Linked DNA regions of Canis lupus: region 2 is linked to region 1. A link is a contact called in public Hi-C data. All regions are on one chromosome and are shown on one strand. Each heading gives the region's core, a stretch centred on a gene start, on an enhancer-like site or on the middle of the called end of the contact. The rest is flanking DNA. Distances are from core to core; before and after follow the strand shown.

What was found. A called contact is a pair of places that touch in the nucleus more often than the background predicts.
Region 2: a contact with region 1 is called in a Hi-C map of blood, with 1.6 times the contacts expected there. The contact joins the enhancer-like site here to the promoter of CHD7 in region 1. A contact is called at or near these places in 2 of 9 Hi-C or Micro-C datasets (amygdala and blood).

What each region holds. Positions count from the first base shown.
Region 1 is chr29:11,582,926-11,588,606 of UU_Cfam_GSD_1.0, reverse strand. It overlaps CHD7 (chromodomain-helicase-DNA-binding protein 7), which reads right to left and starts at 1,643. Exons shown (of 38, transcript XM_038579376.1): 1 at 1,343-1,643.
Region 2 is chr29:11,704,626-11,710,357 of UU_Cfam_GSD_1.0, reverse strand. CHD7 (chromodomain-helicase-DNA-binding protein 7) reads right to left here. Exons shown (of 38, transcript XM_038579376.1): 4 at 2,624-2,765. Among named protein-coding and RNA genes, the nearest start is that of CHD7, 120 kb to the right of the region's middle. Within about 2 kb of position 4,462, at least 6 of the 20 cell types and tissues checked have an H3K27ac peak or open chromatin away from gene starts, as enhancers often do. A contact at or near this core is called in blood, where this site is marked.

The sequences.
Region 1 (5,681 bases), core at 394-2,893:
CCCCCGCGCCCCGCGCCCCCGGCGAGCCCAGTCCCCGGTGCGAACCAAACAAACAGCGCGTCCCCCGCCGCCCTCCTTCCTCTCCCCGCTGACCGCCTGGCCTCCAGCCACCTCGGCCGTTCGCGCTCCGAGCCGCGGATCCCTGCGGGGGCACAGCGCACCCGGGCCGCCTCGGGGGCCACCAGGAGACCCCCCCGGCGCTGACCCCCCGGCGGGGCCCGGCCCGGGGCGGGGAGCCGAGCGGCCTCGGGGGCTTAAAGTCGCTATTATGCAGCCGCCGCCGCCGCCGCCGCCGCCGCCGCCGCCGCCGGCCCGGCCAGCTCGGCAAGGTGGGGTCCCCTCCTCGCCGCGCCTCCCCGCGCTCGCCCCGGCCCCGCTCCCTTTCTTCTCCTCCTCGCGCACTTGGGAGCCGCCGGGGAGCCCCGGGGGCCCCCGGCTCCGGGCTCGCAACTCCCCGAGCGGCCGGCGCGGGTCGGGGTCCGGCGGGGTCGGCCGCCCCCCGCGCCGCGTGCTCGCGCCGCCCCCGCCCCCGCCCCCGCCCCCGCCCCCGCCCCACGCGGCGGCCCCCGCGCACTTTCCCCGCCGCCGGCCCACCTCGCCCGGCCGCCGTCCGCGCCGCGCCGGGAGGGACGCACTTTGTTCGCGCCGGTGCGGCCGCCGCTCCCGGCGAGCGCGGCGTGGTCGGTCCGGGGCGGGGGCGGGGGCGGGGGCGGGGGCGGGGGTCGCCGCCGTCCCCGAGCCGCCGCCGCCGCCGCCGCCGCTCAGCCGCCCCGCGCCCGCGCGCCCATCGCCCACTCGCACTTGAGTTGGAGCCCAACTTTTCCTCCTTCCTTTTTCTTTCGATCGGAGCCGGCAACTCGTGCTCGGCGCCGGCGGGAGGAAACGCGCTCGCGCTCCCCCGCGCGCAGACACGCTCCCTCCTGTCCCCGTCCCCGTCCCCGTCCCCGTCCCCGTCCCCGTCCCCCCCCACGCCGGCAGCACAACAAAAAGCCATTTACATGCGAGGAAGTGACCCTCGGCCGGACCGCGCGCCCCCGCCGCCGCCGGCCCCGCGGACGCAGGCAAAAGTTGGGGCGCGGGCGGCGCTCGGGGCGCGGGTTCGGGGCCCGCGGGCGGCGGTGGAGGCGGGGGCGGCGGCGGCGGCGACACGGCCCGGGCGGCGCTGCGCTCCTGCGCCCACCCGGCCCCCGGCCCCCGCCCGCGCCCCGCGCCCCGCACACGCCCAACTCCTCGCTCCCAACTCCTCGCGCGGCCCCGGCCCCGGCCCCGGCCCCGGCCCCGGCCCGGAGCGATTTCCTGCCGCCGCCCCTCCCGGAGGCGCCCGGCGAACTCTCGCGCTCACCGGGTCGGTCGGGAGGCTCCTCCGCTGCCCCGCGCCGAGGGCACAGCACAACGCAGGACGGGCTCCGGAGTTGGCTCGGCGGCCGCGGCCGGGGGGCTCATCCACGGGCGCGGAGTTGGCCGGCGCGGACGGGGCTCTGGCGAGTTTCAGGGTCTCCGGGTCCCCGGGCCGCCTCCTCAGCGGCGCTCCTTTGTGTAATTCCACTCGATTCAAGTTTAATCCGATAGTTCCCGAGCACGAGCGCGTCCGCACTACCGCGGCTCAGCCCCCGCGCCGCCGCCGCCGCCGCCGCCGCCGCCGCCACCGCTGCCGCCGCCGCCGCCGCCGCCGCCGCCGCGGCCCCAGCACGCCAGCGCCTGCGCGCGCCCGGCAGCCGCGCGTGCCCGAGGCCGCGGGGCCGCGCGCGCCCGCCGCCGGCTCCCTCCGCGCCGCGCCCGCGCCCGCGCCCCCGCCCGCGCCCCCGCCCGCGCCCCCGCCCGCGCCCGCGCGCCGCCACCTGACGTCAGGCGCGCCTGGCATAATTTATGCAAGAATTCGGCCCGGGGTGGCGGAGGCCGAGGGAGAGGCCGAGGGAAAAGGGGCGGCGCGGGGCTGCGGGGCGCGGGCGCGGAGGGCGGGCCGGGCGCCACTTCCCGTCCCCGGGCGGGCGCCGGCGCTGCGGGCGGTGCTCCCCCGCGGGCCGGTGCGCGGCCGCCGCGCAGCCTCCCTGGCGGGGCCCCTCCGAGCGCCCGGCCGCCGCGCAGCAAGCAGCGCCCCGGGCGCGGGCCGCCGACGGTGCCACGTTTCCCCGCGCGGCAGCTTCCCGGAGCCCGGGTGCGCCGCCCCGGGGCAGGCAGGGGCAGGCAGGGGCGCGGGCCGCGGGGCGCGGGCCGCGGGGCTCCGGGACGGCGGCGGCCCGACGGCGGCGGGCGCCCCTCCTGCGACCATGCTTCCACCTGGAGTGATCTTCCCGCATGAGACTATCCAGATGGACACCTACCGATTCGACCGGGTCCGTCCCGCCTCCCCGACATTGCTCTTCCTGCCTCCTCGTTGACGGGACGGCCGGGTGCGCGGCTGGATCAGAAAGTTTGACCTAGATGGCGTGGATTCTGCTGACTGTGTCGCCGTGCCAAAGACGGGGGGGGGGGGGGGGGGCAGTCGTGGTGAGACAAAGAAATAGGTTGTGTGCCCATTATTACACGTGTCGGGACTAGAATGCTTTAATCATTCTTTGGCAAAAATGGCACTTTCAGATGATCTCCTGGCCCTTCGTGTCCACACCTCCTCTTCTGGTTCTCCTCCCGGTGCAAAAGCAATAGGGAATCTGGAGAAATGTTTCCTTTACTGATTTTCCTTCTAGGAGACAGACCTACAAGCATTTACCAAGCACTCTCTGTGTGCAACTTACTGAGCAATTATGGTTCTTTTAAACTGTCAACAACTGTGCGCTCTAAGATGATGTTATTAGGTTAAATACTGCATGTATTGTTAAGTCAAGGAAGAAACCTGTATCAACCCAAGATAGGCACAGAGTAAAGCGACTTGCTAGACTTCAAAATAAACTTGAGAAAACTGCAAAACTATGCAAAATATACTTTCTCCTCACCACCTGTGGTGCCAAGAGAAATCACAATATTCCTATTTGAACAAAAGATTCATCAGAACCATTTTTGCCGCATAACAACTAGAACTGTTCGATAATGTTGATTAGACCTAACCACTAAAACATTTATTTTTCTAATATTAGTAATACTTTTCTAAAGATTTGTGACATTATACTGTCATTTATCAGAATGCATTGCTTTTGGCTTTCTTTTGTCATTTGAGTGCTGTATGAAAAGAGGTAAATGTTTCACCCAAGGGATTTACAGATACACAGCATAAAGAAGATGGACCCTACAGAAAATTCTGACATTAAGAAATTGGCAAACACTAAAATCAACTTCTCCCTGTTTTATAGCCCCATGTCATAAACCAAGAATCAGAATTCTGAGGTTAGATTTACATTTCCATTAAGTTTATATCTGTTAATGAAAGCATGTGGGGGGTGCTTTAGTGTATGTGTGTGGGAGAGAGAGAGGTTAAAGACAGGATACAATGTCTACAAAGAAACCACTAGGACCTTGCTATATCAGAGGACATAAAAGTAACATAAAAGGAACTACTTCTTATCTTTTACGGTATACCCAGCTCTCTGTCAGATGTAAATACGTTTCAAAGCTAATTATAAAAATAAAAAAATAAAAAAGCTAATTATAAGCCAAAAAGTAAAAAATAAAAAGACATCTGCGTATAAGGAAAGTATATTAGTTAACCTTTAAGGAACAAATAGTATTAAGTGACTATGAGGAGATCTCCCTGTGCCCTTGTCATTTAACTAGAAAGATAGGACACTTCTTGAAATAGGAGAAATGGTGAAGTAGTGCAGCCAAAGCTCAAAGTGGAAACAAAACAGTTATACTGCCCTTCCCTGATTTATTCTCCCTCCTTATCCCAACCACTGTCCTGACAGTCAGTGATGGAGAAGACTCTAAGCTTTTAGAAGTTGCACTAGTGCAAAGTTTGAGGAGGCTTGAAGAGCAGGGAGCCTCAGCCTCTAGGCAGCTCTGGCCTACTAAAGTCTTTACTCCCACCCCCATCCCCACTACCTTTTACCTTCAACTGTTTTCTCTCCCTTTGCTGCACTATTGAACTTCTCCCAATGAGAAGTACTTGAATTCACAAGCTTTCCCTTTAAGTATGCAAATACCTTAAGGAGAGATAAGGGACTCCTGCTCATTCACAGATGATTGTAAATTAGGTCAATGGGTCATTTTCCTCCCAACACCTTGCTGAAACTAACAAATTTAGAGATTTATTTATTCATTCAACACAGAGTGCCTAAGAGGTTCCAGGCATTGTTCTAGGCACTGGAGATGAAGTCGTGAACAAAACAACCCAAAATCCCTGCCTTCTTGGAGTTTACAATCTAATGGATTGGTAGTTTTGATTCAGTGGTTAGAGAAAACAGTAGTTTGGGAGCCTGAGCCCCTTGGGCAGGCCTGTGTTCTTACAGCCAGAAGGCATTGGAAAGGTACTAAGGACCTGGGAGATGGACATGAGAGTATGGAGTGGGTGCCAGCAGACAGCAGTTGAGAAAAACACCAAAGACAACTTAACCTGTGGCCAAAAGGTTTTCTCAGCCCCTGAAATGAATGAAAAGTCTTCCAAGAACTCAAACTATTACTAAGTGACCTATAATTCAGCTACATCAATGTTGAGGCAAATAGTTGTCTCTGGGAACATAGCTATAATGTATCAATGTATAGTGCTGCATGAGGGCAGGGGGAGGAGGAAAGAGGAAGATAATTTGCCCATCCCAAGTAACTGAGAGGTACCTGGCTGGCTCAGTCCATAAAGCATACTACTCTTTTCTTTTTCTTTCTTTCTTTCTTTTTTTTTTCTGAAAGAATTTTGTTTTTTGTTTGCTTTGAAAGATTTTGCTTTTGTTTCTGTTTTTAAGTAATCTCTATACCCAGTGTGGGACTCCAACTCAAAATCCAGAGATCAAGAGTTGTATGCTCTACTGACTGAGCTAACCAGGCACCCTGAGCATACTTGCTATTGCTCTCTGGATCATGAGTTCAAGCCCCACGTTTGAATGGAGAGCCTACTTACAAACAAACAAAAAACTAAAAATTACCCAAACTTTAGGAACACCTCCTATTTAAAATGAGAGCCCTATCTGTTCTTCCAGATATTGTGAACTTTAAAAAATTACAGATATTACACTAATTCCTGTTGAAAGTACTTCTATGTGTTTTTGGAACTCATCTTTTGTAAATGTGTTTGGAACCAATTTGCAAGTTATAGGGGACAACTCTCTTTAGAACCACGTCTCTTTTTCTCCACTAAAACTGCATTATTCTACCTCATCATTTATCAAATTTGCATCCAAATGATTTTGGCAAGCTCCAACAATGTATTTTGGCTTTAGGGGCACTTGGGTGGCTCAGTGGCTGAGGGTCTGCTTTCAGCTCAGGTCGTGACCCCGGAGTCTTAGGATCAAGTCCAATATCAGGCTCCTTGGAAGGAGCCTGCTTCTCCCTCTGCCTGTGTCTCTGCCTCTTTCATGTGTCTCTCATGAATAAATAAATAAAATATTTTAAAATATATATATATTGCCTTTAAATGATGAAGATTTACTACCATTGAAATTATAGAGGAAAAAATAAAGGTACAGATATCTAAAGGGTTACAAATGCTGAAGGAAACACCAAAAAGAAAAGTCTAAAAAGCATTTCTTTCATCACTGGAATAACAGTATTAATGCTCCTCTGTAATTTTTTCATAAGGGAAAGAATCCAGTTGAGAATGT
Region 2 (5,732 bases), core at 3,213-5,712, 120 kb before region 1:
TGTTAAACTATTATTATTTGAAAGATTTTTTAAAATCAAAACAAAGTGTAAGCATTCCATTTAAACCATAACTCAAGAGGTGCCTGGCTGGCTCAGTAGGTTGGGCATCTGCCTTTGGCATATACAAATACTTTTGTGTAAACCTAAAACTACTTTTTTAAAAAAAAGCTTATTGGGGCGCCTGGGTGGCTCAGTCGGTTAAGCATCTGCCTTTGGCTCAGGTCATGACCCCAGGGTCCTGGGATGGAGCCCAGCATCAGGTTCCCCGCTCAGTGGGGAGCCTGTTTCTCAGTTTCCCGCTGCCCTTCCCCTTGCTCATTTTCTCTCTCTCAAATAAATAAATAAAAACTTTTTTTAGGACAGCCCGGGTGACTCAGCGGTTTAGCACCACCTTCAGCCAAGGGCACGATCCTGGAGGCCCTGGAGGCCCAGGATCAAGTCCCACATCAGGCTCCCTACATGGAACCTGCTTCTCCCTCTGCCTGTGTCTCTGCCTCTCTCTCTGCATCTCTCTGTGTCTCTCATGAATAAATAAATAAAATCTTAAAAAAATTAAATTAAATTAAAAAATAAAAACTTTTTTAAAAAAGAAAATAAACCATAAATCAAAACTTCTGAACTGAGACTAAAATAATAGGTCAATTTGATAAACTTACATTATTTTAGAAAAGTTACACATAGTTAACACAGTTATACCAAAGGGAAGATTTAAATGTGTTTCCGTGGTCTCTCTGTTGTAGTACTTTGAGATACAATTTTGAGTTTACATTATACGGAATTTAATAGTTTAAACAAATCAATCACAGAACATAAGAACTGTAAGCCCTTCATGCATATGCTACAGGAAGAAACAACAAACAGCAGTCAGCATCACTTCCTGTGTCAGGAACACAGAAAGATTTGCCTTCAAAGTCAGATCTTCTTGTGTGGTTGCTTATATTAGGTACTGAACCCATAATAGTTATGCACTAGCTAATTAGAAAGGATGCACTGATGTTTATTTGAATAGATTAGCCTTTTTCTATAAGTGAAATGCAGAAGGGGGAAAAAATCAGTATTTCATAAAGTCCAACTGAGTCTCCATTAATACAAATACTTTTAAGAAACAGCAGCATTATTTGTGAGGGAAAAATGGAATTTTCTTGACCTGTGTGGATAAATCTATTTAATGTCCAAATACTATTGTCATAAAGGCCCTGGTTTAAGCAAACACGATTCAGAAGAAAACACCCCTGTGCATAAAAATAAACTTTAAGATCATTCAAATATTTTAGTTTAAAATTCCCAAAGCCATTAAAAAAAAAAAAAAAAAAAAAAAAGAGGTTTACTTACCTTTCCTATCTTTACAGTGATGTGTAAAAGGAAATTACAAAATTCACCCAAACGGCCAGCGGCATCACAAGTTAGTTACAGAACCTAACCAAACCACATTCATTCACGCATACTCTCTTTTTCCTCTCCCTTTCGGGCCCTCTTAGCTTAAGCCATTCCGTGACATTATAGACATCAAGGAGTTCTACTAAAAAACAAACAAACAGGGGCACCTGGCTGGCTCAGCTGGAAGAGCCAGTGACTCTTGATCTCAGGATTGTGGGGTTGGGCCCCACGCTGGGTGTAGAGATTACTTAAAACTAAAACCTTTAAAACAAACAAAACAAAAAACCCCAAACCTATCTGAAATTCTTTAAAATAGAGCTGCAACTGTACTTTTTTTTCTGACTTTTAAGCGACTTGGTAGAGGTATGGGTAGCAAAGTACTTAGTGTGGACTGAAGACTCCGAAAAAGACAAGCAGGTTGTTAGGGGCTGCCTTGCGATTCTAACAGGACTCCTCGGTAACTGCTCCTTGATAACTTAGATGTCATTCACTGAAGTGACATTCCTAGCCATCCCAGTGGAACATACTGGCACACTTCCAGAGACTGTAACAAGGAAATAATTTTTAACGGTCACGTGTAAGGGCCTCTTACCTTATAGTCTAATCAGTGAAGGCAGGATGCTTTACACACAAGAATCTACATTCCTAATGTTTATTTCAGTTTTTCAACTTCTTCCTACAAAATTCTCCAAAAGTCAGGAGAATCTAACACTGAAAAGTTCTGCACTGTTACCATCCAGAAAGTCACTAACTTGTTCACAGAAACTTTATTTATTACATGACTATACATCCCAACTCTGGCCATCAGATGTCAGAAACCTTAAGATTAGCTACAGATTACATGTTGGTTTTTTTTATTCTGTAAAATAAAAGAACTGACAAGCAACCAAACTCCAGAGAAAATCAGAAATATGAAAGCAGCTTTAAATGAACCAATACATCAACAACATGTTAACACAAATATATACATACATATATCAACATCGAAGGATACATTTACAGAAATAAATGAAGATTCTCAGTTTTATTTATTGTGAGGTCAAAGATGACAAAACCAAGAAGTCAGGGGTTTAACTTCGTGTCAGCCCCCAGCTCTCACCATTGTGGATATAATGTTCCAGACAACAATAAAGCCACCTTTAAAGCAGCTCTATAACAAAGACAGGGGAGGTCTAGTGTACTTGATATGCGGCTAAAGTTACCCATGCTAAATAACCAAGGCTCGGGATCAGAATAATGGTATTACCTGAACACCTGGGTCCTCATCTTCTTCAGGAGGAGGAGATGGTGGGGGCGTTTTGTCTAAGTCTGAATTTTCAGAACCTTCTGTTTTTCCCTTGTTGACCTTTTTCTTCAAAGCACTTGCTTCTGAATCAGGTTTCTTATTACTAGAATTCAAAGTGGATCACTTAGTGTTCACTTTTTAATGAGGTTTTCCACATGCCCCATGCCTTATATTTCCCACATTAATATCCCGAAAGTATCAATGACAACTGATAAATCGATGCATGTTGGCCGTTTATAGTTAAATGGCACTCTCAATTAAGTTTTTATAGCCAAACCCCATACTGATGACCTTTGGCAAATATCTGACCTAATTAAAAAGAAATTTCATGCAAAAACTCCTAACACCACACGGAGTACATTTCCTCATCTAGACAATGCAAAATCCCTGCCAACACACCAAGCCATAATGAAAAATCAGATTAAGAAGCAGTTTTATTATCAAGTTTTTAAGGTGCAGAATGTTATGGGTTCTTTTTTTTTTTTTTTTAATTTTAATGTCAAGGGAAACTAGACTATAATGATCATTTCTTTGTGTCTCTTGCAGCTTTAAATACTCCTATTTAAGTCCTTTTTATAACTAACACTACTAGGTGTCCTCTATTATGTCATCCAGCTACATTATTATCCAATGAAGCCTTTTAAAATATAACAAAATATATGGCAATTTCCTGTTCTATATAATTTTACTTAATGCTGTCTTCTTAATTTAACATAAGCTTTATTTTGGTGCTAGGCATTTTTTTTTTTTTTGACATAGTCACAATAGCCTCTCTTTCAAAAGCTAGGTCTCTGAAATACAAAAATATAGCAAAGCAACCCCAATAATTAAAGTGCATGTTCCATAGAATGTTTCTGTCAAACGTTAATAGGATTTGAATGTTACATAAGTCAAAAGGCATGAATGAACTCTATGAAAAAAAATTTTTTAATTTAAGTTTACCATCACCTTTAGGACATTTATTTGATGTTCTTTTAAAATGTACATTTAGTGCTAACTTCCATTCCAATTTCCAAACCAGCTCCAACATTTCCTAATATTATCATGTTATCCAACGATTAATCTAACCTCGTTAATGATTTACATTTACTATTTCTAGAAAGCCTAAAATTCCAATATATTTGAAAACAAGATGTATTTCAAAAACCTTTAAAAAGTTTATTTATTGAAGTTTATAAATTCCAGAAAAGTATGCTGACAGAAAACAGCATTTTCTTCAGCCTCAGCTACTACAAAAGACGCCAAGACATCTCTATGCTTTTATTTAAATAAAGCACATCATGTAAAACATTTCAAAATTATGTTAGTATAATAAAGTATCCACACATGCCTAAAATGTATTTTTGTCATGAGTAAATAAAATATTTGGTAATCCTAAACTAGTTATTTCTAAATACTCAGCTCCTGTTTTTATTTTGTGAACACTTTAGCATAGTAAATAGCCACATAAGGAAGTAACTTACAAAGAATTCAAGATTATAGTCAACGGCAGTTAGGTTTAAAGAGTTCTTTTTATTTAAATTTTTTTTAAAAAGGTGCTGTCCTAAAAACTTTAAGTCCCCAAAAGATCCACGGAAAGAATAATATTTTTTAAAATTAAAAAAAAAAAATCCATACAACAGTTCCTCATCCAACTGTCCTAGTGTTTACGCTACACATGGACAGAAGTCTCCCCTACTATGAGGCTCCATTTCCAGCATTTATTTCCGCTCTAACTGCCACAAATTATACAATACTACAGCTGAACGCTGGGCCCCTTTCCTTTCATCTGCACGCCAAGAGCAATCAGATTACCCTGGTAACCAGCGGTCACATGACCAGCACCTGCTCTTTTGGCTGGATGCCACTGACTAAAGCCATCTGCTTCCCTCAATCAGCTTTCAAACATTCTCAACACCTGCGCTGCAGTGTTTTGTGGTTTCTTTTATCAAATCAGTGCAAAACTGCTTCCAAAACTTTACATATTTCTCAAATTTGTTTAAATCAGAGGTAGGCCTGTCACAGAGTTGAACCACTGCCAGGTAAAGTAAGTCGGCAGCCACTGCTTTTCACGGTGACCTCTCTGCACCAGAGCGAAGTACACAATTTAATTTAGTGGGGTTACTGCACCCTGTGTGAACTATCCTATAGGAGTAAAAAGGCTTACTGTCTTAAAGCCACCAGAGCCCAGGTTTGATGAAATATCAATTTGCTGAAGGAGAGAAGTGCTAATGATTTTCCATCTGCCCTTCCCATGAATGAACTATGTGGAACCTCCAAGGCTGCTAAAGTCAGACAAGACCTCTCCAAATGCTTAGGGAGGTGGTGGGGGGGGGGGGGGGGCGGAAAGCCTGTAGCCAAGGGAAGCACTCATCCCAGATCTGATTACTGAAAGATTTCTAAACTCATTAGACCTTGCACTATTAACGTTGCTCAGAGACAGCTAAGCATTTCCATGCTGACATCTTCTCAGGACATCAATATACAAATCAAAAACATGCCAAGAAGTCAGAAAAGCTACAAAATCCTCAGTGTCCACCCAAAGACATAACAATCAAGGACAAGATAAAGTTACTTTAATCACTAAATTGCCTTCATTACTGGTTTGCAGTAATCTCATTTGGATTTTCAACTATGTGTTATATTAAAACCACTCTGTCCCAAAAAAGCCAAAGTCAGGATTTTTCTTTTAACAAATGAGGTATAATATAGGATGGTGGGTTAGAGCACTGATATGGGTCAGACACACCTTAGTTCAAGTTCTGACGCTGTCACTCAGAACCTTATCTGTGTGGGACCCTGGACAAGCCACACCATTTCCCTGAGCCTCCACTCCTCATCTGTAAAATGAGGTAATTCTATCTTCCTCCAAGATTTGTTAGGAGGTTTAAATTAGATAGTGGATGAAGACTTTGGCAACGTCTGACACAAATGGCCAGGATGCACACACATCTAGAAGGCATTCTGGAACGTCTGGGAACCAAACCTCTGGCTTGGTTCAGACCCACTCGGGCCAAATCAACTGCAGACTCGGAGACAGAATCCCCAAGCAACACAAGGAGAAGGAAAGCCCTTTATCCACAGTCCTCAA